7 separate regions of the Mus musculus genome follow, and regions 2, 3, 4, 5, 6 and 7 are each linked to region 1. Evidence: chromatin contacts called from public HiChIP or PLAC-seq and promoter capture Hi-C data. All regions are on one chromosome and are shown on one strand. The core of a region is the stretch at or near the end of the contact, and the rest is flanking DNA. Distances in the headings are between cores, read along the strand shown. Region 1 holds the start of Tmem33 (transmembrane protein 33). Region 2 overlaps Apbb2 (amyloid beta (A4) precursor protein-binding, family B, member 2). Region 3 overlaps Apbb2 (amyloid beta (A4) precursor protein-binding, family B, member 2). Region 4 holds the start of Apbb2 (amyloid beta (A4) precursor protein-binding, family B, member 2). Region 5 overlaps Uchl1os (ubiquitin carboxy-terminal hydrolase L1, opposite strand). Region 6 holds the start of Atp8a1 (ATPase, aminophospholipid transporter (APLT), class I, type 8A, member 1). Region 7 holds the start of Uchl1os (ubiquitin carboxy-terminal hydrolase L1, opposite strand).

Region 1 (3,617 bases), core at 542-3,041:
GAACTGAGTTAACCGAAACTGAAATGACATCTGCTCGTACGGTTTCATCTGAAGCTTGAGGATGGACTTAGAAACAGACTCCATTTGCCTTCCAGATTTCTATATTTTAGAAGAGATAGGAACACAAGGAGAAAATCTAGCTATTATGGAGAGTGGGAAGACTGAAGGTCTAACTTTAGTATAAATCAGATGCATTGTTATCTACTTACGTATAGTTACTTATAGTCAGAAAATTCGGGAATACAGAAGAGGCAGAAGGAAATCAAATTCTGCTACTAAGAGTAAAAAGATCACTGATCTAGTCAGCAACACTAAGTCTTAGAATGAAACTCATCTTGCTGATAAAATGATTTAGAATTTCCAGGCATCTAGAACTGTGAGGAAAAAGAAGTTGCGTTGTTTAAACTACTCAGTCTGTTGTATTTGACACCCCAGGTAAACCAAGATACACATGTGTGCATGTACACACACACACACATACACACACACACAAACACACACACTACCCATACATGGTGGGAGAGCCAGATTAAACAAATAATCAAAAAGAAATATTAGACAATGATAAATATTCTAAAATAGGGGACAAATTATACTCCAGCAATGCAGAGAAGATAATGTGTTAGCTGAGCTTGGGTGATAGGGAATCTAGACTGGAGATTGTGGGGACCTGAATGTGGACATTGGCCTTAGAAGAAAAGTTTACAACATTCTACCGAGCATCCTTTGACTCCTAGACAGCAGCTGACTGGCGCCTAGGCTGCCATGAATCATAAAGGCAATTGTACTTCTGAGAGAGTAGGAGCTTAGAGATACTCGGTTCCTAAGTTGGAGTATAGATCTGTAGTCAGCTTCCTGTCCTCCACCTCTCTCTTCTGTTCTTCTTTTTCATTTTTCTCTATGCCTCTTCTCCGGGTCTCTGCAGACGACACCCCCACCCCTGCATACCTTTTATCTAGCCAGACATGAAATTATGGAAGCCACATTCAAGTCTTCTTTCCTGTTCTTTTCTCCCACACCATCACACAATTCAGGATTTCATTGCTCTCCCTAGTTGTGTGCAATGGCCTCCCTATGATCTTTCTAATATAGATGATGTCACACTTCTGCTTAAAGTTGTAGCTTGGCTCCCTAGATTGCAGAGTTAAGTTCAGAAGTTTTGGCATACATGCAGGCAGAACACTGTATACATAATAAGTCTTTAAAAATATTTTTAATTAAAATATAACTTCATCATTTCTCCCCTTTCCTTCCAACCCCTCCCGTGCCCTCATGTAATGTTTTTCTTGCCACACACCCTGCCTCTCAGCAGTTCAAATCTTTCACCCCCCCCCAGACCCATTCATTCAGTTCACACCGAACTGTCCTGATTCATTCTGTTACTTTACCTGCTCTGTTCTCTTATTTGGAACCTCCTTCCCTTTTCATATACAATTTTTCCTTTCCCTTCAAGATTTATGGCCAGAATTACTTTTCCAGAAACCCCTGATTAACTCAGCTTGTGGTCGTTTTTGCTCTATTGTCTCTGAGAAGGTCAGTGTTATGTTCTTTTTTTTTTTTTTTCCTCCAAGCGTCTGTCACATAGCCGGTTTCACTAGTGCTTGAAATAAGAAAACTAAATCACAGGGTTTGGTGAATCGCTATCTGGAGAGATCATAGATATTTCTGAAGCTTCTGTATATGGAAGTAGAGAGATTTTTGAGGTTCGGAAGCCAGCGAGGAAAATCGCCTGAGTGCCGGTTAAGACGAAAGTTGCCTCGGTGGTTTTACTTAACATTTCCGTGCCAATTGGCTCGTAGGGAAGGTGGAACCAAAACAAGGAGAAAAACTGCATTTCCCGTCATGCCTCCGGAAACCACGCCCGGTGACTCTCAACGTCCCGCCTGACTCACGTGGAAACGAAAGGATCACTTCCGGTTTTGCAACCCCGGGAACCGGCGGCGTCGATCGGCCCTTTAAGGCCTTTCTCCGAAGCTCCGCCTTCGCTTGGGTCTTTCTAGAAAGGCAGCTTCGGTCTGGACCGAGCGGGGCAGGTATTACCGGGCCGCCATAGGGGGACTTCTGCGGCTGTGTGCTGCACGCGTCCGGGAGGGCCCGTTCCTCCGGGGGTTTGGGGTTCCTGCCGGCTCTGAAAGCAGGTCGGAGGGTCGTCGCCCCGCACTGACGTTTTGCTCTTCTTTGCTGTTGCAGCGTCCCGGGCTCCCGAGTGTCTCCCATGGCGGATACGACCCCGAACGGCCCCCAAGGGGCGGGCGCTGTGGTAAGTGAGCGGCCTGGTCGCCCGGCTCCATCAGCCGGAGTTGGCGAGGAGCAGGAAGTGTTTGAGAGGGCTAGAGGGTTCTAGAAGCCGCTGCCTGCCGGACTGGGGTTAGGGAGGAGCCGAGTGGCGGCCAGAGGAGCTCCAAGTTTGTTTCAAAGGCGACAACAGGCAGTTCTGGAGCAGGCGGCTGTCACCTGTCAGCTAGGGATGTTGGCCTCCTTGCCCCTTCCCACACCGCGGTCTCCGATCGTCTTCGGCCCCCAAGGTGGAAAATACCATCTATTCAACCCACATGCCTCGTGGTGCGCGTCGTAGTATTGCCCTTTGTACCTACTTCAAGCCTTTTAAGAAATTTTGCAAAGGGGAGAGAGTGGTGTGTTTCTTTGATTAGTCGTTTACAAAGAGGAGGACTGCCCGTTTGTAAACTTTATAATTAAAAATGTTGATCTACAGGTCGACTCGAGGTAGTTTTTGTGTTTTTGCCCTTAAATTGAAGTTTTGATTTTTTTTTTTTTAAAAAGCTTTTTACAACACCCCTGTACTGTGTACACGCACTTAACTTTGCTGACCCATTTGGAGATTTTTGATAACCCAAAAATACTTAAGTATTATTTTCCACTTCATTACATTTGGGGAATTGAACATGGATGCATTTTAATCTACTTTGTAGTTCACGTGCAGATTTCCTTAACTGTCCATTGTCCCTTCCCCTCTTTGGGAAGCAGCCATTGTGTTTATTTGTTCTGCCTCTTTACTCCCAGTCAGTCCATGGAAATCCCTCTATTATCTCTGGGCTTTGAAGACACACCTAGTTTCAAAAGTCTAGACCTGTTTTACAGAAGGCTCTAGAAACTGAAATTACATTTTGATTATGCCCTTCTCAGGACACAAGAACCATTTTATGTTGATTCTTTGGGGAATTAGGTATGATCCTGAATCAACTGATTTGCCATTGTAAAAATAGATTTCACCCTTTGTAAGTAAGAAGTTGTCTGGCCTAATACTTTGAAACTGTGAATAATTTGTCCTCAAGTCTTCAGTCCCATGATCCATTAAAATATTTTGTTGTGGAACTATATATACCAGGCCGTTCACTCTACTTAAACCAGCCTCTTCAGCTCCTTGATTGTGTAATGGAGTGTACGTACGTGCAGAAGACCCAGAGGAAGGGCTGGGTAGATGGGCTCGTGTTTATAAGTGAGTGCTTCTTTTGCAGAAGACCCTAGTTCAGTTCCTAGCACCCACAGCGGGGGGTGGGGGAGGACTTACAATCACCTGTAACTCCAGCTCCAGTGGGATCCCCTGGACTCCTTGGTTACTGTATGCACCACACATACTCACAGTTAAAAATAATAAA
Region 2 (3,617 bases), core at 394-2,893, 890 kb before region 1:
GTGTGAACACGCAGTCCTGCACGTGTGAAGGCCAGAAGTCAACCTCAGGCTAGTCCTCAGGAACCATCCACTCTGTTTTGTGTGGCGGCATCTCTCTGCTGGAATGGGCATCACTGATGGCACTAGGCAGCCAGTGAGCTCCTGAGACCCACTGTGTCTGCTTTCTCAGTGCTGGGAACGAACGCATGCACTGTCACCGTGCCCTGCACTGCCACCAGGTCCCACGCTACCACCATATCCAGCTTTTCACCTGGGTGCTGCAGTTCGGACTGAGTTTCTCCTACAAGAACTTTTCTGACTGAGCTGTCTCTCAGCCCCGTTTAAGTTAATTCTGAGTTCCATCTTGGGAGAAATATGTACCCGGGGAGCGCCTCTTCCGAAGGTCTGGGTGGCGGTAAGGAACAGCTCTAAGCCTGACTTCATTATTCTGCAGTCCAGGCTCTTAGTTTCTGGAGTCTAATCGGCAGGTGCTCAGCCTCTGCAACTCTAAGTTAGCTGGAAAAATTGTAACACATGAGCTCAGGGAGCTGCCAGGAGACTCCAAAGACACAAAGCAGGTGGCATACTGTGGGGACTCATCTGATGCTCAGTTTCCCCTCGTCTTTAGGGTCCAAAGGACGTTATCTCTCCAGACTTTATCATTTCTTCTTTACCCAGCTAGGTTCCAGGTCCTTGACTTCTTTCTTCCTCTGATTAGGGAATGTTGATGAAACACCACAGCCCCCACCCCCCCAAGACGGTGGCTAATGTCCAAAATGTACCATGTTGGCTACAACATATTGAGTCCTCTAACTGCTGGCGTTAAATGACTCTGGTACCAAAATAGATCTTACAAACTAAGGAGACTCAGACAGACAAGTTAAAAAGTTATAAGGTTAAATGTTACCAATGCAATTCCAAGAGGCTCATTTTTAGGAATGGCCATTTTAGCTTAGTTACTGAGTAAATGACTTCCACTGAGCACTAATTAGCTCCTGGAGACCTACACAGGGGAGTGAGGTTCAGCCCCCACTCTCTTGAGGCTTCTAAAGAGGAGACACACAGTGGGAAGCTATCCCATGGCACCTTGAGATGAGGGCACACAATGGCACAAGCTGCACTGGTTGGGAGCCCATAGAAGGTTTGTGACTCAGAGTGAGTCACAGTGTCCTAAACAGTGTGGTGCTGAGTTGAGCTCATAAGACCATGGATTCCCTCAATTATAAGCATTATTTTTTTATGCTTACTGCATGCTAAAAAAGAGGGATGTCTCAATGTACACTCAAACCAAACACTCCACTGTGCACTGCTTCAAAAATCTGCAAATGAGGGCCAAAGAGATGGCTCAACAGTGAACATTTGTTGCTATTGCAGAGGGCCCAGGTTTGATTCCTAGCAACCTCTTAGTGGTCTGCAATGATGCATAGCTCTAGTTCCAAGGAGTCCAACACACCTTTCTGACCTTTGTGGGCAACACACACACATACACACACACACACACACACACACACACACACACACACACAGTGCATAGACACACATGCAAGCAAAACACTCATACACATAAAAATATTCTACACGTGCACACACAGTTGGGCTGTGTAGCAAAGGGCGTGCAACTTCATCACTGTGGACAAAACAGTCACTATAACAACTGCACGGGGATTGGAGCAGTGAGCACAGCGGCTTGGGGACCAGGGAGAATGGCTGAGGAAGGAAGCCAGCGTTCGCTCCAGGTGAGTGTGTCAGCGCCAGGGAACACTCCCTATCATCCAGCTGCGCTGATTCTTGTTTTGTTTCCCCACATAGAGATGATCCAGTCTTAAGGTCACACTGCAGGTGGGGAGGAGGGGTGATATAGGAGGAGGGTGGCATGCCCTGTCCTCTGCAGAAGGCCTCCTGGCTCTAGGGGGACCAAGTCCCATAGGTGGATTTCAGGAAGTTCCAAGTCTTTTGATATCTAAATTATGTGATCCCTGCACCACTTTTTTCAAAGGCTATGGGTATATCAAGTCCTTAAAAAGGGTTCCAAGCAAGTTTGGTAAAAGAACCCACTGATGAAGAAACCACCTAAAGTACATGCACTGAGGGATGGGGGTAGGGAGTTTACATGCCTATGATCACAGCACCTGAGAGGCGGAGGCAGGAGGATCTGGGTTCAAGGCCAATCCAGGCTACATAAGACCTTGTCTCAAAACACTCGAGGGATGCCTGGGGTGGCGGTGCACACCTTTGATCCCTGCGCTCAGCAGGCTGGGGCAGATGGATCTCTGTGAATCTGAGACTAGTTTGGTCTACATAGTGAGTTCTAGGACAGCCAGAGCTACATAGTGAGATGCTGCTTAAAAAAACAAAAACTCTAAACCAAAAAAATAACAAACACAAAAAAACACAGCCACCACCACCAAAAACAAAACAAAACAACAACAACAACAACAAACTACCATACAGGGAAAACAAAAAAAGTCACTAGTTGGTATCTAGGAAAACAGTTAAGTGGCTTTGCTAAAAAAGAGGCTAGGAACTTAGTACACAGAGGAAATGACACAGGAAGTAGACTCTAAGAACGAGCCACATGACCTGTGCGGGACCTAGCTAGAGGTGCCAGTGAGGGGAGTCCAAGAGCCCAGAGTTGAATACAGGATCAGTGTCCCATACAAGCCCCCTTGAGACTGTCTTTCACACCTCAGCAATAGCCCCACACAAGGGGCAGGCTGAGCTGACAGAAGAATTAAAACCCTCCTTCTCCTATGCAGGTGCTTGGCAGAAAGGAGGAACATGCAAAGTGGAGAAGGCTTTAACAGGAGAGAAAGATGAGGCCCAAGGAGTTGGCAGAGCTTCAGGGATGGCCAGTGGATGCCCACAGGACAGGGCCCTGAGATTCAAGTCTGTATTGCTGGATTCCAGCTGTATGGTTATCCCGGCTCCTGACCTAGTCACAGAGATCAGCCCTCTAGAGACGTCAATTCCTAAGGTTGGAGTCAGGTGGGAAAGGAGTATATACATATGAATATGAAGGACTTTTAAAAGATCTAACCAGCTCAAAGAGGGCCAGAACGATGCCCATCTACAGTATATTCATTCTATTTGATCTTCTCTGTTTTGTGATGCTTTCTCAAGAGATAAGAAAGTGGGGGATGGGGTAGAACAGGATCACCCTCTGTCTGGTTGTGAACACCTGTAATCCCAGCACTTGACCCAGGGGGATTACAGGTCCAAGATCAGCCTGAGCTACACAGTGACTCCTTGTCTCCCTGTCTCAAACAATACAATAAAACCAGCCAGCGCTTTGCTTTGCTCTTCTTCATACCATTACCGAGGGACTGCAGCAGCTCCGGTTTCTATTCTGAGCCAGATCTTTTGATTGTCCAGTAAACAAAAGGCCTTAACGCAACACAACCTCCACAACACTGAGAAGGCGCTGGCCGTTCAAGTTCAAATACCCTGGTGGGATGTGGCCTCCATTGTTGGGATGTCATGAGCCAACGGCGGTTACTCCAGGCAGGAATGAATGCACACCACTGTCACCACGGTCATGCTCCTAAATGAAATCAGGCTTTGTGACTGTTTGGAAACAGCGAAATGCTTTTCAACTCCGGGACGTTGTGGGTCCTGTGGGGACAGGTGTCTGGGGGATC
Region 3 (3,617 bases), core at 557-3,056, 810 kb before region 1:
GGCTGTAACGCTCAGTGGTCAGGCTTTGGATCCCCACCTTTAAGGCTATTATTTATAAAGATCACTGCCTGCTTAGGCAGCATTCCAATCGTGAGCTCTGGTGTCTTCTTTTAAAGCAATAAAAATTACAGTGCTTTTTCCTTTTAAAGCAATAAAAATTACAGTGCTTTTTCCTTTTAAACAATATTCTGTCAATTAATTTTTACACTCTAAAAATGACAGACTATGGACCCACCACCCTCAAAGTTTTCCTCAAGACTTATCTATGGCATAGAGAGTTACTGTTATACTCTTGGGTATTTACAGGAACATTACAAGAAAGTGGAAGCTAGGTAGCTCAAAAGGCATGGTGGAAGTTTCTATGAGGATGTTTTACAATGTTAGGTACTGCGCCCTGATAATGTTATTAGGAAAACACTCTAGTCTACTTTCACTCAGAACCAAAAATGTTTATAGACAGAAGACTGGCAGCTTAAGGACTCCTTGCTGAAATGTCAATATTCAGAATTTGAAGGTGTGTCTGAGAATATGCCTCCTCTCCCAGTTCCCCAACTGACTGCCTACCCCAACCCACTCACAGGCAAAACAGAAAGGTTGGCTTTGGAACTAAGCACACTGGCTAAGCCCTAGAGGTGGAAGATTGCATCTGAGAGTTAGTGCACCAACTAGGACAGATTATGAAATAGCTTAAGGCTACCAAAGTTCTGGAAAGCATGGGGCTATGGGAAAGATGTTTCCAAAATCAGAGGTGATGAAGTTAAGGTCACAGACCCCAATGTTAGTGGTGCAAACGATAACGATCTACCCAGGCTTCTTGCACACTGAGTCTAGGACAAATTACTTCTCTGAAAAATGAGTTCAATACGCCTGGTTGATAGAGGATTCTGATGACCATCTGCAGGGGGTCCAGCACAGTACCTAACAATACACCTGCGTTCCCCCCATTTCTGTGTTTTTGAGTTCTAGGTGGTAGAAGTAATTCTTACTGCAGATACATGGAGAGTGAGTAGGTAAGAAAGGGACTAAGAAGCTGGGTCTACAAGGGCTTCATTATAGGCCAGCATCCAGAAAATTCCAAAGGTTGCTACAACAGGGAAGCAAAGACAATGAAGAGAGGACAGAAGGGTTGGGAAAGGTCACTTAAAGTCTGGCTGCCTTCCAGTTTCATCTCGTCCCTCTTGACCAGGTCATATGGATGGGGAGGTAGGTGCTCATCAGCCACAGGATTTAGGGGCAAGACTGAGTTGAATCCAGAGACCTAAACAATGTGCTGACTTCCACCTTATCTGCCCTGGAGCAAGGACACGAGTGGGTAGAATGTGACCTGTAAGACGTGTCATGAAGAATCATGTGGGAAAAGACACCAGTGTGAAGACAGGTGGGGTCAAAGAAGCAATGGGGCTCTTGGTCGTGACTCACTCTTTAGAGAATATAAGAGCAGAAGTCCGAGGGGGATGGCTGGCAAGATAGAACAGCATTTGCTAAGAAGTTCAGTCCAGGTGATAAGAGAAGAGATGGGCACAGTGGGCCTTCCCTAGCAAGGTGCATACATGAGAGAGGAGGGGAGAAAGAGATACACACAAAGGGAAATGGCCTCTGGGATCTGGGATGGGACAAAGTCACAAGAGGGTAAAGAACTGGAGGAAGAAAAGGTCACAGGATTGGAAATATAAGGAACAAAGGGACAAAGAAGTGTTCTCTACCTCCTAAAAGAACCCCAGCGATTTGGATGTCTTTAGGCCAGGGCCAGGACTGTGAGGGTGCAGTGTTCTGTGAATGGCTCTTAGGCAGAGCCAAGGCTCAGGAGCACTGGAGTCAGAAGGCCAAAGGTCTGAAAGAATGGACTGTCCACACCTGACATGCCAAGGCCAGAAGCAAGCAATGCTCCGACTGAACACGTTCCTGGCCTCCTTCCCCGTCAGCAAACTCCACTCTTCTGACTCACGGTAGACACTGCCTCTTTGTAAAGATCTCTCTCCACTCCAGACAGACTCCAGGGCTCCTGGCCACTACTCCTTGCATCTTTAGGAAAACATCTCTAGTACACTTTAGTAAGTTTGGAGGAAAATGGATGTTCTCTGTCAGTAGAAATGAAATGCTGGCATGCCCTCGCTTGCACTATAATCTCAGCTTCTTTTGATCTCTCTACTCACCCAGTTTCAAATGCTCTATGTCCTACTAGGCTGAGGCGTCTGCAACCAACATGGCAGTATATAACAACAGATGTCTGTAAGGTAGGTAGTAAATAATCACTAAGTGTTTCATTAACATCTCAAGAAATAACATTTCAGCCAACTGTGATAGGACATGCCTACAATCCAACACTTCAAGGGATGAGGCAGGAGGATTGTCACGAGTTTGCGAGCAGCATGACATATGGTGAGAGTCACATATAGATTACTTACAGCCTGCCTTACAGTCTGGGTTACTTAGAGCCTGTCTTAACACCTTCCATCCTAAATAAAAGTCCAGGCAGCCTGTTACTATTGTTCAGTTAATAGAAGATTCTTTTTTTTTTTCTGGAAATGGGGATCAGTGGTTATTATCTCAGCTTTACCCACACACAGAAACTGAGCAGGAGTTAAATGAAGCCCTTCAATCTAGTATCTAGGTCAATCTGTCTTGCTTCTCCAGTCTTAGCTCAAGGAAATTCTTACTGAAATCTGTCATGACTCCAGAGACTAAGAGAGCTGCAGGTAGATGCTTTGTGACAGAGCTGACTGCTGTATTTCTCTATCAAACGTGACTGGCTCTTACAAGCCAGCCTACTAAACCTTGCACCTCCATGTTCAGTGGAGGAGCCCCAGAAGACCTGACCAAAACTCTGGTGCACATACATCTATGAATGTTCTGATTGTTTCTGTGACATCTGCCATCCAGCTCTGGGCCTTCCTCTAATCCTTGCCTTTAACACAGCTAGCACCTGCACCTTTAGCAAAAAGGAAGGAAAGAGACTTAAGTCGACTAGGAAAGCGCGTCATACCACCTTAGTACATTTGGAGATAATGGATATTCTCTCTCTATAAAAATGAAAGGATAGCATGTCCTCTCTTGAACTATAATTTCGGCTTCTTTCGGTTTCTCTTATCAATGTTTAGGACTCTTCAGCCTGTCGTTCTCAACACTGGAGCCATGCTCAGACTACAATCAATAGCTTGTGACTTTAATCAACTCCATGTTAGTATTTATTTCTTATATTTTCAGAAAGGGTCTTATGGGGAGCCCAGAATGGTCGTGCACTTGTTCTGCAGTCAAGGATAACCTTAAACTGTGAGCCACCCACCTCTACCTAAGTGATGGGACAAGGAATTTACCATCATGCCCTGCTCTTCCTCCCCCTCCATTTTTTTTTTTTTATATATATTACCAGAATTTCCTTTTTATAAAGTCTGGCATACTCGTGAATTTATTTTCTCATTCATTAAGTACTTATCAAGCATCTACTAGTCAGTAGATTCTTCAAGTTCAGGAAAAGCAACAGTAGACAGGGTATGCACAGCTGGTGAAGGATGAACACACAATGCCAGTGGCCACAAGGACGGGCCTTCCACCCTGAGAGGGAATTCCGTTGGGATCCGTGACTAGCTAGCACACCCACCATGGCTCTCTAATCATAC
Region 4 (3,617 bases), core at 446-2,945, 640 kb before region 1:
CCACATTTCTGCCTGCCTTGGGGGTGGGGGGGTGCCCATCCTCAGGACAAATACTATCTTCCCAAACAGATGCCATTTCTAAGATTCTGTTAAGACTCTCCAAATTCGGAGAAACCCTGAAACAAGACAAAGCCTAACTTCATAAAGAAATGCCCCCTCCCAGAGTCCTGTCTCCGCAAGGTCAGCCATAAGAATTCAGGTACTACTACCATGGCCATTTCAGGGAAGGATCTGTAGTATCATAACAAGAAAGAAAATTTAGATTTAAGGTACCAAATCCTAAAACAACAGACCAGCTGTCATAATTTATTCTGAAATCGGTAAAATGAAGAAACAAATAACAAAAAGGGCCAGCCTCACAAAGTTTATTTCTTGATATCAAAATGATATTGTTGTTATCGTTTTATGACTTTCATTTAAGACACTGAGCACAAAGCAAAGTCAGGGACAAGACTTTTTAAAACTGCTCCCTCTAAGAGCCCTCTGGGCTTCAGACACTGACCTAATTCTCTCTTCATGTGAGCCCTCTCAAATCACTCAGTCCATCCCCAAGCGATCAGAACAGTCGTGGCTGTGCAGAATCTTGCTACAAAACGGTCCCAATTCTTCATCTGATTTCTCCAGCTTTTTTTTTTCTTTATGCCCCACACTCCCTTGGCCTTTGGGGCCTGACCTCCTGTTTTCAGACCTCTCCATCAATGGAGAGACTACCTATCATTGTTTCTACGGGACTCCCGCATCCTCCCTCCGCCCAGCTAGTTTTCGTCGCACAAATGTCATTTCTGGCGTCTGAGCCACCATTCCTCCCAGGGAGCAGCAGTGGGGCGTTCGGGACCCCGATGACCGGCTTCCCTGATCCGGCCCTCGGCACACAGCCATTTTCTAGTTAAAAACGCTCTCGGCGTTGCAGAGGGGACAGGAACTTTGCCCTCTCCTCCTTTCTGCAGAGCTGGGTTCTCTGCACCCCGGGAGACGCTGGCCAGGTCTCTGAGTCTCCCGCAAGAGCGCGCCGCCCGGCAGGCAGGCCGGCCCCAGGGCAAGGGGGCGTGCGCTACCGGTCGCCCGCGCCCACCCGCACTTTGCCCTCCGCAGTCTCCGCCCGGGCACAGCCCTGCGACCCGGTGTCCTCGCCCGGCCCTGCCGAACCCCAGCTCTGGGTGGGAGTGAGGGAGTAATGGGAGTGACGGAGCGAGCCCGCAGCCAGAGCGCCGGCCCTGCAGCGCGGGCGCGGGGCGAGCGGGACTCCGCAGCGGACGCCTGCTGCAGATGCGACGGCAGCTGCTGCAGCTGGGGCTGCGGCTGGGCGACCGGCGGTGACCGCCAGAAACCGAGCAGCAGCCGCGAGGGCACAAGCAGCCAAGCTCGCCGGCTGCCCGGCACCCCCGGCGCACTCCGGGCCATCCCTCGGATCCCCGGGCTGAAGGCATGGAAGGAAGCGGGGCTCACCAGCGCTGCGCGGCGTTCGATCGGCTCCGGACCCGGCTCCCAGGTCTCGCAGTCCGCTGAGCACCCGGATCAGCTGCGGGCTGCAGCACGCGAGCTTCCTACTTAGAGCAGCACTGGCTCCGGCGACTGAGCATGCCCAGTGCGGCTCCGCGAGGCCCGCGCAGGGAGCAGCGGCAGCGAGATTCCACTTCTCCAGGCTTTGGCGGCGGCTGCGCGAGGAAAGGCTTGGAGGGGCCTGGCGGAGCCGGGCGAACCCAGCAAGGCGGGGCCGGGGGCGGAGGCCGCGGCGGAAGGGGGCGGGCCGCGCTCCCAGGGCGACCCCTGCAGGTGGAGGCGGCCGAGCTGCGGCACAGCAGGGAGGCAAGGGGCGCCAGGGTGACACCCAGAGGCTGGGGGTTGCGGGGCAGCCCGGGTATCCCCTCCAGGTGGCCTAGCGTCTGTCTGCACCAAAAGGCAGTTTGGGAAACTCTTCTCTCACGCGTCTGCGTTCCTGTAGAATGGAAAAATACCCCAAGATGAGAGCTGTCCACAGCCTTCCAGGCTAACTGAATGTTAAAAGGTGAAACTTTCTCCTGCCTTCTGCCTCCTTCATCCCCCATGGCTAGACATATGCCACACAGGAACATTCCTGCCCTGGAAAATCACAGCGAGATAACGCCATGCAAGAAATATGCCTGCGAACAAGGAAAAGCATTATCTACTTGCTACCTGTTCGTTAGGCATTAAGTGGATTTACTGCAGGCACCTGGAAGTCCTTGATTTGTTTCTCCATCAAGCCAAGGGGTGTTAAACTGATGCCTAAGTCAGACTCATCTGGGAAGGTTGCTGAAGCAGCATGCTAGGCGCGTTTCCAGGGGTTGGATGAGTCGTTGTGCCGTGCTGCACAAGCGCCTGTAAGTATCAAATCCCAGGTACTGATGCGGTTGCCATCCGAGGACTAGTCATGGGGACTCTGCTATACACAGACCATGCTACCTACCATCTCCTCTAGAAAGGTAATTCTGAAAATAATTATAACTACTAAGTAATGGCTCTTTGACAACGCACTCCTCAATCAGATAATAAACTCAGACTCATCCTCCCTACAGTGAAGATGGGCATTATTCCTTTTTTTCTTCACACAGCATGAGTTTATTGAGGTTCCACAAGATCCCCTTACTAAGACCTGTAAGCAAATCGCAGCCCCTGCCTTCATGTTTACAGCCCAGCAGTAACTGACGTCCATTGAATAGTTTCTATGAAATGCCATTTCTGCCATCTCCATACACAAGGTGTTGACATGTAAAAGTGTTGGGTTATCAGGAATGGAGAGAACGCCGTGTGTTGGTGGTCTCTTGTAATCTATAGCCTCTTCTATAATCAATATTTCCCTCAGACTCCGCGGAAGGCCAATAGTACTGCTACAGAAAAATCTCCATAAATCTATGCAGGTTCACTCTTGGAACTGAACCTCTGCATCCCAAGACTGGCCCAACGAATCCTGCGAACCATGAAGAGTCAAAAACCAGGGTTCAAATGCCAACTTGGGAAAAGCAAACTGTAGAGGGCCTTGAGACACAGGCTACTGTGTCCTTCAAGCCCAGACAGAGGAGGAAATGAACCCAAGCCCACCCTGCGAATCCTTCATCGCGGCGATCTCAGCAGGCTACCACACCAACTTGCACCTTGATCTCCCAGCCCGCCAACGTCCAGAGCCTACCCTACCACCCGATTCTCCCGGGCTCCCGGGTCGAACCGCGCCTGCCCCCTCCAGGCGGTCTACTCGGACGCGCAGGAAAACCCGCGCTGGAGTCAGCCGCGGCGGCGGGGCGGGGCGCGCAGGCGCGGTGGGCTCCAGGTTGGGCGGAGGAGGCGCCCTGCTCCACACCTGATGCAATCACCCTTCCGGAAACCGGCAGGGTCTCCAGGATCACCGCGGAAACGCTTCCTTGCCTGCTCCCGCCTCTGCGTCCCAGCCCGGTCGCCTGCTTCCTAGGCTCATTCCCTTGGCGGCCTGCGGGAGGAGTCGGGAAGTCACCTCCTTGCCAGCTGAATACTTAGATGTCCCGATTGTGAGGGGCCGGCTACAGAGCATCCTGCAGTTGTTGGAGGAAACTCCCTCGGTTATTTCCAGGGAGGACTGACGGGACTGGAACACTGGTTTTGAACTCTTCTTTGCTTCCTTCCTGCAT
Region 5 (3,617 bases), core at 575-3,074, 620 kb before region 1:
AAGCACTTACTGTACAAAGCATGAAGAACTGGGTTCTGAGCCCCATAAAAAGACGAACATGGTAATGTGCGTTTGTAATAATCCTAGTTCTTCTACAGCAAGATGGGAGACAGGAAAATCTGCAGAAGCTTGTGGGTCAGCGAGTTCAGTGCATACAGAGGTGAATGAAAGACCCTGTCTCAAACAACATGGAAGATGAGAACGAAGACCTGAAGTTATCCTCTGACCATGAACATGTCATGCCACAGGAGCATGTGCATACACACACTCATGAACACACAACATATCCCACATCACACACACACACACACACACACACACACACACACATGAACACACACATGCACACACACACACACATACATCCCACATCACACATGCAGACACACACATCCCACATGCATACACACCCCACATCACACATGCACTCACAAACACACACACACATACACATTTGCACACACAGGCACACATCCCACATCACACATGCACTCACAAACAGGAACACACATGGAACTTGTTTTTCAATACATTAACAATCATTAGCCCTCTGACCACACTTTGCAGGTACTTAATAGGTTTATAAGGCAAAACACATATGCTTGCTCGTCTATCAAGGTATCTGATGGTGTCAACTCCATGTCAACTCCATGACATTCCTAATTGCCATGGACACAAGATGTGGGCATGTCATGGATTACCTAGCTTAGGTGCATTGAGTTGGGAAAACCCATTCTAAAATGCAGGCTGCACCATTCCATGGATTAGGGTCCTGGGCTGAGTTAAAAAGAGAAAGCAAGCTGAGCTCTAGCACTCGTTAGTCTTTGTTTCCTAACCATGGATGCAGGGTAACCCAGCTGCCTCCTGTTCCCGTCACTGTCTATTTCTTACCATTATGGACTGTGTATACCTCCCAACTGTAAGCCAAAATAAAACCTTTCTCCATAAAGTAACTTCTTACTGGAAACTTGCTCACAGTAACAAGAAAAACAACTCTGACTGCTTAGAAGAGTGAGCCCCAAATCAAATGCCTTGGTCATGTTGTCTTACTAAAGCAATAGAAAAGCAATGGAGACAGCAACTGAAAGAGCTTGGTATATATACTGATCAGAAATTGATCTGTAACCACATAGCCATTTTCCAGAGTCACAGACCAGATATTTTTTGCTGCCATTTCATGTATTACTCTGATGGGTTAGGCCAACTAGAGCATTAAGCAGGGCTAATGAGGGAGATGATGGGGAGTCAGTGAGAGTTCCTTGGGAGGACTAAATGGAGAGATGGCTCCGTGAGTAAGGGTGCACACTGTTTACTGTTTCTGCAGAGGAACCAGGCTCAGTACTCAGCACCCACATTGAGTAGCTCACAACTGCCTAACTCAAGTTTCAGGTGCTCTGAGGCCCTCTGCTGGCCCCCACAAGCACCTGCATCCATGTGCAATAGTTCCACACAAACACATACATACATATAATTTTAAACAAAAATAAATTTAAAAAAAGAAGATAGAACAACATAGAAACAAATAGAAATAGAAAAAGAAAGAAAGGGAGGAAAAGAAAATGGAGAGAGGAAACTAGAGACACGGGGATGGGAGAGGAAGACAAACTCAACCAGCCAAATGGTCCTTTCCTAAAGAAGTAAGAAATTTGATGGAAATCAAACACAGTTTCTAAAGAAATCGACTTCTCTGTTTGAAGATTAAAAAAACCTCCCACACTGGATTTTCTGTCTGAGACCATCCACCGAGAGGTCAAGGTAGTGGCCAGGACTTCTGAAAACACAGTCTCAGCCAAATCTAAAATGAGTCATATGCTCTTACCAGGAGCCACATCAATAATAAGTGATGACTCGCACAGTGGGGTTTGCCCTTCTTTGGCCACTCACTGGTGAAGTAACTCTGAACAATTCATTTAGACCTCTTGGATCTTGCTTTTAACATACTCAGTAACAGGCAAGAATCATTTGGGATCTCAGGCCCACTTCTATGGCTAAAAGGATTTTAGGAAGTTACGTAACTCCTGTAAACCTATTTTTTTTCCAGCCACACAATGTGAATAAGACATCAAAGAATTGTCTGGAAGAAGACGAGAAGGTACAGGTTGTCCAGCCCTGGTTATATAAAACTTTAGAACACAGGAACCACATCTACAGATGCAGGCCCTGGATCTGGAAAGGGAGGAGAGGTGGAAGGAAAGGGTTATGGGGGCGGGAGGAAGAAATGAGTGAAGTGGTAAGGATGTGGGAATAAAGATGTGGTCCTGGTGTGGTGAGGGGTCACACACCTACAGCTCTCAAAACTTTGCCAACTGTCCAGTGTTTACTGATCACTTAACTGCATATCAATTATACCTTTAAAAACAGCTCTGTTACTTTTAAAATTATGTGTATCTGTGTGCATCTGTGGGTGCCCTAATTGCTCTCTTATTGCTGTGAAGAGGCACCATGACCAAGGTAACTTACAAAGGAAAGCACTTCATCAGGGCTTGCTTATCGTTTCAAACGGTGAATCCATGACCATGGTGGGGAGCATGGCAGTAGACACGGGGGCACAGCACTGGGGCAGTAACGAAAGCTTACGTCCTGATCCACAAGTTGAGGGCAGAGGGGTGGAGAGGGAGAGGGAGAGGGAGAGGGAGAGGGAGAGGGAGAGGGAGAGGGAGAGGGAGAGGGAGAGGGAGAGGGAGAGGGAGAGGGAGAGGGACAGGGAGAGGGAGAGGGAGAGGGAGAGGGAGAGAGAGAGGGAGAGAGAGAGGGACAGGGACAGGGAGAGGGACAGAGACAGAGACAGAGACAGAGACAGAGACAGAGAGAAAGATAGACAGACAGGGACAGAGACAGATAGACTAGTTTTACTGTGGGTTTTTGAAACCTCAAAGCCCAACTCCAGTGACATACTTCCTCTAACAAGGCCATACCTCCTAATGCTTCCTCAAACAGTTGCACTAAATAGCGACCAAGCACTCAAACACACGAGTCTAAGGAAAGCAAGCTCATTGAGACAACCCCAGTGGGTATATGCACATCTGTGTTCTGGTGCCCACAGAGTCCCAAAGAAAGACATTGATCTCCCGGAATTAGAGTTACAAGACCTTGTGAGCTGCTCCGTGTGGGTGCTAAAACCGAACTCTGGTCCTTCCCAAGAGCAGTATAACAATTCTAACTGCTAAACCATCTCTCTTGTAAAAGGACAGAATTTACAAAATATACAAAATAATTATACAAAATGTGCCACAAACAAGCCTCCAGAAACATAGATTCATTTCTTTCTCCTGCCCTATTTTAGTGAAGGACCACTTGAAATGTTTCTGTGTGCTGGAGAGATGGCTCAGTGGTTAAGAGCACTGATTGCTTTTCCAGAGGTCCTGAGTTCAAATATCAGCAACCACATGGTGGCCCACAACCATCTGTAATGAGATCAGATGTCCTCTTCTTCCCTTTTTTTTTTTTTTTCCTTCTCTGTGAAGCCCTGGCTGTCCTGGAGCTCACTCAATAGATGAGGCTGGCCTCGAACTCAGAAATCTGCCTGTCTCTGCTTCCCAAGTGCTAGGATTAAAGGCGTGTACCACCACTGCCTGGCCCGGATGTCCTCTTCTAGTGTGTCTGGAAAACAGCTACAG
Region 6 (3,617 bases), core at 672-3,171, 590 kb after region 1:
GTATATCACTGAACTAGCTGTTTCCCTTTGATCAACTCATTGAGCCATTCTGAGCCAGGTCTCCTCAGCCATCCTCCTCCACTTTCAACAGCCTCCAGAAGTGGTGCAAGAGCCCCATAAGGCAATTGTTGTGAAAGCGCTCTGAACACAGGAGGTGCCTACCGCTGCCTCTCCATGCTACTGTATATTCTGTCAAAGTGACAGCAGCTTTACCTTGCCTTTAGATTTCTTTCTCTTCCCTCCCTCCCCCTTAATATATGACCTGCTGGTTGCTAGTATTTAAAAACATCAACTGGCGTGATAAATAATATTTTAACACCAGTTATCCTAACTTTGTTGCTTCTATCATTCAGACTGTGGTTAGTGCATTCATTCATTTTCCTCGAAATTGAAAAAAAAATACGCTTATATACTAAATTCTTAAGATGCAGGTCAGTTTTGATTCCCTTGTCTCTTGCCTACATATTAGAGCCCGGAATTCCTATTTTTCACATGAGGTCCTTACAGCTCTTACTACTCCCGCCCCCAGAAATCCTATTCTCCTTGCTTCTACTCCACCTCCACCACCCCGTTATCATCTATCTCACGGTCAAGATGGGGGCAGGGATGAGAATCAGTGACGGTAACAAGATAGATTATTTCTCAAAATAGTGCCATTCCACAACGTTGAAGGGCAGAGTTACTGGAATGGAAAAACAGACAAACAAAAGAAAGAAAATAAAAGTATACCGTTTCCTTTTTGTCCTAGTAAAACCAAGAGGTGTTTATTGAAAGCCTGCCACACGCCAGACAGGAGGAGAAGGGCTCCTCAATCAGGGTGCACAGCACCATCTCAGTCTTTGCCAAAGCGTCCTAGCCCATAACCTAGGGCATCTGTTGCACACTTCCTACAAGTGGAACCACTCAACAGCTGGCCCTGGGTGGAGCAACAAAAGCAGCATGCACCTTACTCAAGTCAGTTCAGTCGGCCGAAGTGCAGGCTTCAAGCAAAAATGAAAAACAAAAATGAAACCTCAAACTAGAGCCCGGTGAGCCACAGGGGGCAGAAGTGCAGAGACTGGAACGCAGCCTGGTATCCACTGAGCACCCAAACCCAATTAAGGCTCTTCCAGCCTAGAGATGCTGGGAACAGTGGATCAAAGAATCTGCGACGCCTGGGAATGGCAAACCCGCTCTTCGGGAAGCTGTGATGTGGGGGCAACACAATGGTGGGCGCTGGAGATAGTAGGTTGGAGGGATCTATTCATGGGCACGGGTAAACTCACTGGGAACAGGCAGATTGCAAAGATTGTGCGCTGTTGGCGAAGGAGGAGAGCCGGGCGAGTGCTCTGGGAGACAAGGACTGAACAGTCGCGTTGCGGTGTAAAGGAAACCTTGGGGCTCCCGCCAGCGCATAAATTCCGAGGTTTTGGATCCTGGAAAGCATTTGCTAGTGCGCTGAAGGCAGAGCTGGCGGAAGGGTTCACTGGCGATCAGGGGCGACAACCAGACTACTGGGAAAAGGAGGAGGGGGTGTAGATGGGATGAGGTGTCTCTTCCCGGCCACACACACACACACACACACACACACACACTCACGTCAGACCCCAGGCTGCTAGCACCTGCCCCCACGCACTCTGGGCGCACAGCCTCCTGCTGCGGCGGTCACTCACCTTCCGCGCGCGAGCGGATCTCCGACACTGTCCTCCGCATGGTCGGCATCTCGACAGCCCCTGCAGGTGGGTCTCGGGCGGGGACCCTGCACCTGTCACGGCGCCGCGCGGGCGGGAGAGCTGGCTGCGCCGCGCAGAGGGCTCAGCTGCCGCGGGGCCGCGCCTCCCACCCAGGGCAGCGTCGCCGCCAGGAGCCGCCTGGGCACTGGACGGGAGGGGGAAGGCGGCGAAGGAGCTGCGTCCGCAGAGCCGCCTAGGTCTCCCCGCAGTGGCAGAGGAGCGGGCTCGAGGGGCGGAGCCGGGGACGGCGCCGGGGGCGGGGTCTGCGGGGCGCGCGCTCACTCGCTGGCCTCCTGGAGTGGGGCGGGGACAGGGCCGCCGAGCCTCCAGGTCCCGCCCAGTTCGGACCGTACCATCCGCGGGGAGGGGACTTCGATCTAGCATTCTCGGCTTCTCGGCCCACCTCGGCCCTCCTTGAGGCCAGTACAAGTGTCCCAAGCCTTAATAAAAGAGGAAGAGCTTCTTTAGCTCTGAAAGCTCTGGCATCCCCTACAGCCACCTTCTGGCTCTACAATGCGATAGAACCGACCGTCCTCAGCGCCAGGGTGTTGGGTTCGGTGTGGGCAGCTTGAGTCTAAGCCTCTGAGACTCTGTGGGTGACGTCTCTGCTGATGTGGGGGGACCCTGCATTCGCCCTCTGAGTGGAATCCTAGCCTATCTCAACACCCAGCCTGACTCCTGGCCTGAGATGAACGTGAACCCTCTGTAGTAGCAGGCTGTGAGACCTGAAGCCACTGGAACGGTTCCTCTTGTCGTTTTAAGGCTTCCAGCCACACAACCTGCGTGGGTGTGTGAGCCCGTACTTCCCACCAGTTCGTCCTCTGCAACCTGTTAAGGCTCTGAAACTGCAACCAAACCAACTGTTGACCACGTGGTTAACCAAGCAAAAATTATGCTGTTTGTGGTTTCTGCTCCAGAAAGTTCGATGCAGTAGTTTATCCTCAAAGCCTAGTGGGGCGTCGGTATAAAATCCATAAAGATGTTAATTACAAGTCGTTATGTCCTAGAGACCAGCACGACCTCAGTGCCTTTTATTTTGTGTAGTAAAATCCAATCTAACAAGTCGAAACAAATGCAGTATTTTTAATTTGTTCCCGATTTCAGCCTCGAGATAGGATGAGGGGAGCTTTGTGTCTAGCAAGCTCCTGAGCAGGGTAAGAAAGGAATAAAGGTAAAAGGTACTGGCTTCGTGTACTGTTCTTCTGGGCACCTAGCGGAAAGAGCCTGTAGCAAGGCTTTTTATTAGTATTCCTTTGAGATCCAGAAAGGAGAGATGGGTAGAGGGTGAACGAGAGAGAGAGAGAGAGAGAGAGAGAGAGAGAGAGAGAGAGAGAGAGAGAGATATGACTGCAACTCGAGCATAAGGAAAAAGACAAATAAATAAAATCCGCTAATAGCATCTTCTCTCCATTCGTGATAGTTCCTCTACTTCCCGGAAGATCTCATTCACTAATCAGAGTTCTACCTCACTCACTCACATTAATACCCAGGCGGTCAATACATATTTATGAGGAACCCTCTCCACTTGTCTCTTATTCAGTGGTTGGGATCAGAACAAAGGAAACATATTATTTCCAGTGTGCTTGGAATCTCCTTAGGTTAGAGCAGACTCAAACGTAAATGTGTCTGTGCCAGCGATAGCCATAATTTAAAACCGTAGTCCTTTGAAAAAAAAAAGAAAATGAATACAGCCTTATCAAGACTGTCATCGCTGGCGGCTTTTACTCCTCCTAGGCTCCATAATCTCGTGTGTGTGTGTGTGTGGGGGGGGGGGGACCAGGCTTCCTCTTGATGGATATAAATGAGTCTGAAACCAAGTGGAAGACTAAGAACCAAGGGGCAGGGAAAATCAGCTTAAAAGTAAGCAAACAAATGTAGGAGTGGGAGTGGTTTTCGGATTAAGAT
Region 7 (3,617 bases), core at 805-3,304, 580 kb before region 1:
CTTCCTAGCTCTTCTGGCAATACCCATCCACTGCTGACTTCTGCCTGTCCATCAGCCTTAGCTTAAACGCAACTTCCTTTCATGTCTTTCTAATTCCCTCCGCTGAGTTAGGTGTTCCTTCCACACTATAAGAGCTGCAGGAAAGAAGTTTCAATATTCATTTCTGGAATCACCCAGTTCCCAAGCTCAGTGACCAGTGGGAGTAAATGCTTGCTTGTGCAGTATTTGTGATGAATGGATAAATGAAGAAAACTGGAAATGTAGTATGTCTCTGCCAAAAGACAGACATGCACACAGTCTACCCAGGTGTACTGGGTTATGTGTCCGTCTGTCTTGTATTTTTTTTTTTTATTAACTGCATTGAGATGTAATTTACATAGTATAAAATTCACTCAGAATCTTACTAATGCCTTCTTGCCTCTCACACTTGGTAAGTGAAGGTCATTTTTTTTTCCCTGATGGTGAAACTGGGAAGAAAATTGAAGTAGCACATTGCTGAGTCTAAAACAGAAAATGGACCCTTCCAGCCTCATTTACCAGGTTTTGTCTTCCTGCCTCATTTTCCAGCTGTAGCACCAAGCAAATGAACATCTCTGAACCCTGGATCCTGATGTATAAAATTTCACAAATACAATATTGGACCCTCTCAGGGTGAAATAAGATGGCCTGGTAAAGGATCCAGCTGGAGAGGCAGTGCTGTTAAAACAAGGTTGGTTCCCTCCATCCTATGCCTTGCTTACCTCGGGCTAGCAAAAAGCATGTCTGTTTTTCACCATTTGTTCTGAGCATATTTTTTAAAATACCCAACCTGCCTGCATCCTTAGCTACCTCATTCTGTGATTTAGCATCCCTGACAATTGATACAGATCTGGCCCCTCCTTCTACTCCGCCTTCAGCACAAGCGTTTGCCTTCCATCCTTTGAAATGTGCCTGTTAGAAAGAACACCCCCGCCCCCATCCCTGGAGAACCGCGGGCTCTCCTCCGTTGCTATTCCCTTTCTTCTGCGCCCAAAGTATTGTGGACCAAAATCTTATTATCCCAAACCCCTGTTCTTTGAAAAAAGGTTTCCCCTATTTTTTTTTTAAATGCTTTTTCCTTTAAGCCTCTAGTCTCAAATCATCTATCTTTTCTTTGGTCTGTTTCTAAAGTCCTCCGGCGCCCGTATTCTATGTGTCTCGCATGTACTGCTTCCCAGCGACCCACCGGTTCTTCCCCTGGAGTCACATTACATCAGCTTCACTAATGCACTCCGTATCAGATGTTTTATTCTAGGCAGTCCATTAAAAACCGAGCCTGGACACAGGTTGAATTTAACATGGAGGACAGATTGTCTAAGGTTAAGTACAAACTGTTCCGAGATGGGCGGGGGGGGGGAGGGAGGAAGACCGACAAATATTTATATTCATATTAAACACTACATATACCTGTTGATTTTGTGCTTTTTTTTCTCTCTCTCTCAATGTTTCAGAGACCCTCGAGCTTTGGAGTGATTGAGACGACAGAGGAGGGTTTCCAGAAATTTCGCTCCAAATTGAAAGCTCCCTCAAATAGGCTGCTTCATGCGCTCAAGGAACACCCACCAACAAAACCCATCTCCACAACCACCAGATTAGCTCACCGGCGAGTGAGACTGCAAGGTTTGGGGGCTTGGCTTGTACCATTCTGTGCGGTGCATGGGGGAGTTCGAGCCCTCTTGGCCTTCCTCCTCTGCTTGTTTCTGCTCCCGTCTCCCCTGCTCAGGCTTTCCCAGTGAGCGAGGCCGGCGCTTTATAACAGCAGCCTGGGCGGCTCCACCGGCTGTTTTTTCGGCTCCTCGGGTTTGTGTCTGCAGGTGCCATCCGCGAAGATGCAGCTGAAGCCGATGGAGATTAACCCCGAGGTAAGCATAGCTGCTGGGTCGCTTCGGGAGAAATAAGGCTGACCCTTAGCTACAGCTCGGTAGCTGAATCATTTAGTTTTATTATCATTTTCCTCTTTGCTTTTGGCTTTCAGATGCTGAACAAAGTGAGTGGCGCGGCGCGCAGTCTCTGTCCCTATCCTCCAAGAGCATCGTTGGAGACGCCCAGCCGGCCGCGCCCTGTGCAATGGAGGTGGCTGGGCTGGGGCGCCCAGCTGGGTGTCGTCTCTGCCCTGAGTTATCTAGGGGTTTGGGAGTGACTGAGAGATCGATCACGGGGAGGTGGCGGAGGATGGACCCGGACAGCAACGAGCGCGGGGAGCAGCTCTCGAGGGCGTGGCGACGGCCCGCGGACTCTAGTCCGAGGGCTTCGCGCGAGCCACGTGTGGGCTGAGCTTTGTGCTGTGTCACTGCGCGGCACGCAGGGTGGGACGGCGCGGAGGCTCCTCCCAGACTCGGGTGGGGACCCGTGTGTGTGTGTTTGGTGGGGGGTTGGGGAGTGGGAGGGCCGCACGAGGGATGCTCGTGCTGGCCCCGCCCCCTAGCAGGTGCCCATTATTTGTCTGGCTTTTTCGGTCTGGCTGCCCTGTCTTTTTCTTGCAGGTGTTGGCCAAGCTGGGGGTCGCCGGCCAGTGGCGCTTCGCCGACGTGCTAGGGCTGGAGGAGGAGACTCTGGGCTCAGTGCCATCCCCTGCCTGCGCCCTGCTGCTCCTGTTTCCCCTCACGGCCCAGGTAGGGAGAGGTCTGTGATGGGCGGGTCTCAGTGGATACGCAGTGTTGTGGAATGAGTTCCTACCTCACGCTGTCCCCTTTTCCTGTAGGGTCCCTGATAAGGATCCCACTTCTTAGGGTGGGAGGTGCTTGCATTTTCATCGGGGCTCTATTGTGATGTCCATTATTGCCTCAATTTGGAAGAGAAGGAGCCCATTGCGTCTAAGTCTTTTTTTCAGTTATCCAAAGAAAGATCTCCAACTTGTTTATTTTGTTTGTTTGTTTACTTATGAGCCTTGCTCCCACTTGCGGATGGCCGGTTTGTTTTTTTTTTTTTTTCCTTTTAAGGGCCGTGAGTGGGTCAGGTCCCTGGTTTGGTTCTGTTGCTCTCTCACCTGACTGTAAACTGATGAGGGCCTGGCTTGCTTAAGTCAAAAGAGCTGTCTCTTCATTTGCCACCTCCATCTGCCTCTCTGGTGGATTCTCCATTCCCCTCCCCCACCCCTCCCAGCAGGCACACTGTTGAACGTTCCTTTTAGAAAGCTGAATCACTGGTGCACAGAGCCGCGGTCTCCACCTCTCTGACCTTGTGGCTGGATGAAGTAGGGCTCCTGTGACACAGTCATAGAGACACTTCTTCATTTTCTGAAACAGTCTTCCATCTTCCACTGGGCAGGGATGCAAATGATTCAGGCTGAGCCATAGAGAAAGACAAAACTGGGGGTTATGCGTTGTCTCGCCGTGTGTGGAGCCCCAGTAAATCACTGCATCGTCTCCCTCCTGTGGGCTCTTAGCTTCCTAATGATTTAAGAGGGGATGACATTGGTAAAACTTGGAGGCATTTGCGTCTCTGCCAGATGGGATGAGGCTAATTAAATACCGTCCTGAGGGCAGGTGTTCTAGAGGCATCCTTGACCTGACCGGAACTAAGCTGTATGGGAAGTTCTAGGCCCTGCTCCTAGCAGATGGTCTCTGATGAGTTCAAACATGGAGTTTGGATGATGTCGG

Evidence for each region. Promoter capture Hi-C pulls out the DNA fragments that hold promoters and counts their contacts. HiChIP or PLAC-seq counts read pairs in DNA pulled down with a chosen protein or histone mark.
Region 2: a contact with region 1 is called in an H3K4me3 HiChIP or PLAC-seq map of bone marrow-derived macrophages, with 6 times the contacts expected there. The contact joins the enhancer-like site here to the promoter of Tmem33 in region 1. A contact is called at or near these places in 4 of 39 promoter capture datasets (the 3T3-L1 cell line, the C10 cell line, hippocampal neurons and 1 more) and 2 of 115 datasets of contacts at active chromatin or transcription factors (bone marrow-derived macrophages and differentiating embryonic stem cells).
Region 3: a promoter capture Hi-C map of liver shows a contact between it and region 1, with 2.6 times the contacts expected there. The contact joins the enhancer-like site here to the promoter of Tmem33 in region 1. A contact is called at or near these places in 4 of 39 promoter capture datasets (the 3T3-L1 cell line, hippocampal neurons and liver) and 2 of 115 datasets of contacts at active chromatin or transcription factors (acute myeloid leukemia and extraembryonic endoderm stem cells).
Region 4: a contact with region 1 is called in a promoter capture Hi-C map of hippocampal neurons, with 5 times the contacts expected there. The contact joins the promoter of Apbb2 here to the promoter of Tmem33 in region 1. A contact is called at or near these places in 7 of 39 promoter capture datasets (the 3T3-L1 cell line, 3T3-L1-derived adipocytes, cranial neural crest and 3 more), 4 of 484 Hi-C or Micro-C datasets (cardiomyocytes, embryonic stem cells, forebrain and 1 more), 3 of 115 datasets of contacts at active chromatin or transcription factors (bone marrow-derived macrophages, cardiomyocytes and extraembryonic endoderm stem cells) and 1 of 9 other capture datasets (pancreatic islet).
Region 5: an H3K4me3 HiChIP or PLAC-seq map of bone marrow-derived macrophages shows a contact between it and region 1, with 4 times the contacts expected there. The contact joins the enhancer-like site here to the promoter of Tmem33 in region 1. A contact is called at or near these places in 2 of 39 promoter capture datasets (the C10 cell line and neural stem cells) and 3 of 115 datasets of contacts at active chromatin or transcription factors (bone marrow-derived macrophages, large pre-B cells and pro-B cells).
Region 6: a contact with region 1 is called in a promoter capture Hi-C map of pre-B cells, with 4 times the contacts expected there. The contact joins the promoter of Atp8a1 here to the promoter of Tmem33 in region 1. A contact is called at or near these places in 6 of 39 promoter capture datasets (the C10 cell line, the HPC-7 cell line, HPC-7-derived erythroid cells and 3 more), 6 of 484 Hi-C or Micro-C datasets (CD4 T cells, Th1 cells, embryonic stem cells and 3 more), 6 of 115 datasets of contacts at active chromatin or transcription factors (the SCID.adh cell line, embryonic stem cells, large pre-B cells and 3 more) and 2 of 9 other capture datasets (adipose tissue and liver).
Region 7: a contact with region 1 is called in a promoter capture Hi-C map of pre-B cells, with 4 times the contacts expected there. The contact joins the promoter of Uchl1os here to the promoter of Tmem33 in region 1. A contact is called at or near these places in 16 of 39 promoter capture datasets (the 3T3-L1 cell line, 3T3-L1-derived adipocytes, the C10 cell line and 10 more), 22 of 115 datasets of contacts at active chromatin or transcription factors (the SCID.adh cell line, T-cell acute lymphoblastic leukemia, bone marrow-derived macrophages and 12 more) and 3 of 9 other capture datasets (adipose tissue, macrophages and pancreatic islet).

What each region holds. Positions count from the first base shown.
Region 1 is chr5:67,258,774-67,262,390 of GRCm38.p6, forward strand. Tmem33 (transmembrane protein 33) reads left to right here and starts at 1,792. Exons shown (of 8, transcript NM_028975.4): 1 at 1,792-2,033; 2 at 2,191-2,260. The coding sequence starts at 2,216.
Region 2 is chr5:66,370,223-66,373,839 of GRCm38.p6, forward strand. All of the region lies in intron 9 of Apbb2 (amyloid beta (A4) precursor protein-binding, family B, member 2), which reads right to left. Among named protein-coding and RNA genes, the nearest start is that of Nsun7, 110 kb to the left of the region's middle. Within about 2 kb of position 1,644, at least 28 of the 459 cell types and tissues checked have an H3K27ac peak or open chromatin away from gene starts, as enhancers often do. A contact at or near this core is called in bone marrow-derived macrophages, where this site is marked.
Region 3 is chr5:66,453,580-66,457,196 of GRCm38.p6, forward strand. All of the region lies in intron 4 of Apbb2 (amyloid beta (A4) precursor protein-binding, family B, member 2), which reads right to left. Among named protein-coding and RNA genes, the nearest start is that of Gm52775, 48 kb to the right of the region's middle. Within about 2 kb of position 1,807, at least 11 of the 459 cell types and tissues checked have an H3K27ac peak or open chromatin away from gene starts, as enhancers often do. A contact at or near this core is called in liver, where this site is marked.
Region 4 is chr5:66,617,122-66,620,738 of GRCm38.p6, forward strand. Apbb2 (amyloid beta (A4) precursor protein-binding, family B, member 2) reads right to left here and starts at 1,696. Exons shown (of 17, transcript NM_001201413.1): 1 at 1,447-1,696.
Region 5 is chr5:66,640,532-66,644,148 of GRCm38.p6, forward strand. All of the region lies in intron 1 of Uchl1os (ubiquitin carboxy-terminal hydrolase L1, opposite strand), which reads right to left. Among named protein-coding and RNA genes, the nearest start is that of Apbb2, 24 kb to the left of the region's middle. Within about 2 kb of position 1,825, at least 17 of the 459 cell types and tissues checked have an H3K27ac peak or open chromatin away from gene starts, as enhancers often do. A contact at or near this core is called in bone marrow-derived macrophages, where this site is marked.
Region 6 is chr5:67,845,510-67,849,126 of GRCm38.p6, forward strand. It overlaps Atp8a1 (ATPase, aminophospholipid transporter (APLT), class I, type 8A, member 1), which reads right to left and starts at 1,922. Exons shown (of 37, transcript NM_001038999.2): 1 at 1,653-1,922. The coding sequence starts at 1,701.
Region 7 is chr5:66,674,443-66,678,059 of GRCm38.p6, forward strand. Uchl1os (ubiquitin carboxy-terminal hydrolase L1, opposite strand) reads right to left here and starts at 2,055. Exons shown (of 5, transcript NR_102714.1): 1 at 1,620-2,055. Uchl1 (ubiquitin carboxy-terminal hydrolase L1) reads left to right here and starts at 1,679. Exons shown (of 9, transcript NM_011670.2): 1 at 1,679-1,880; 2 at 1,994-2,005; 3 at 2,502-2,630. The coding sequence starts at 1,848.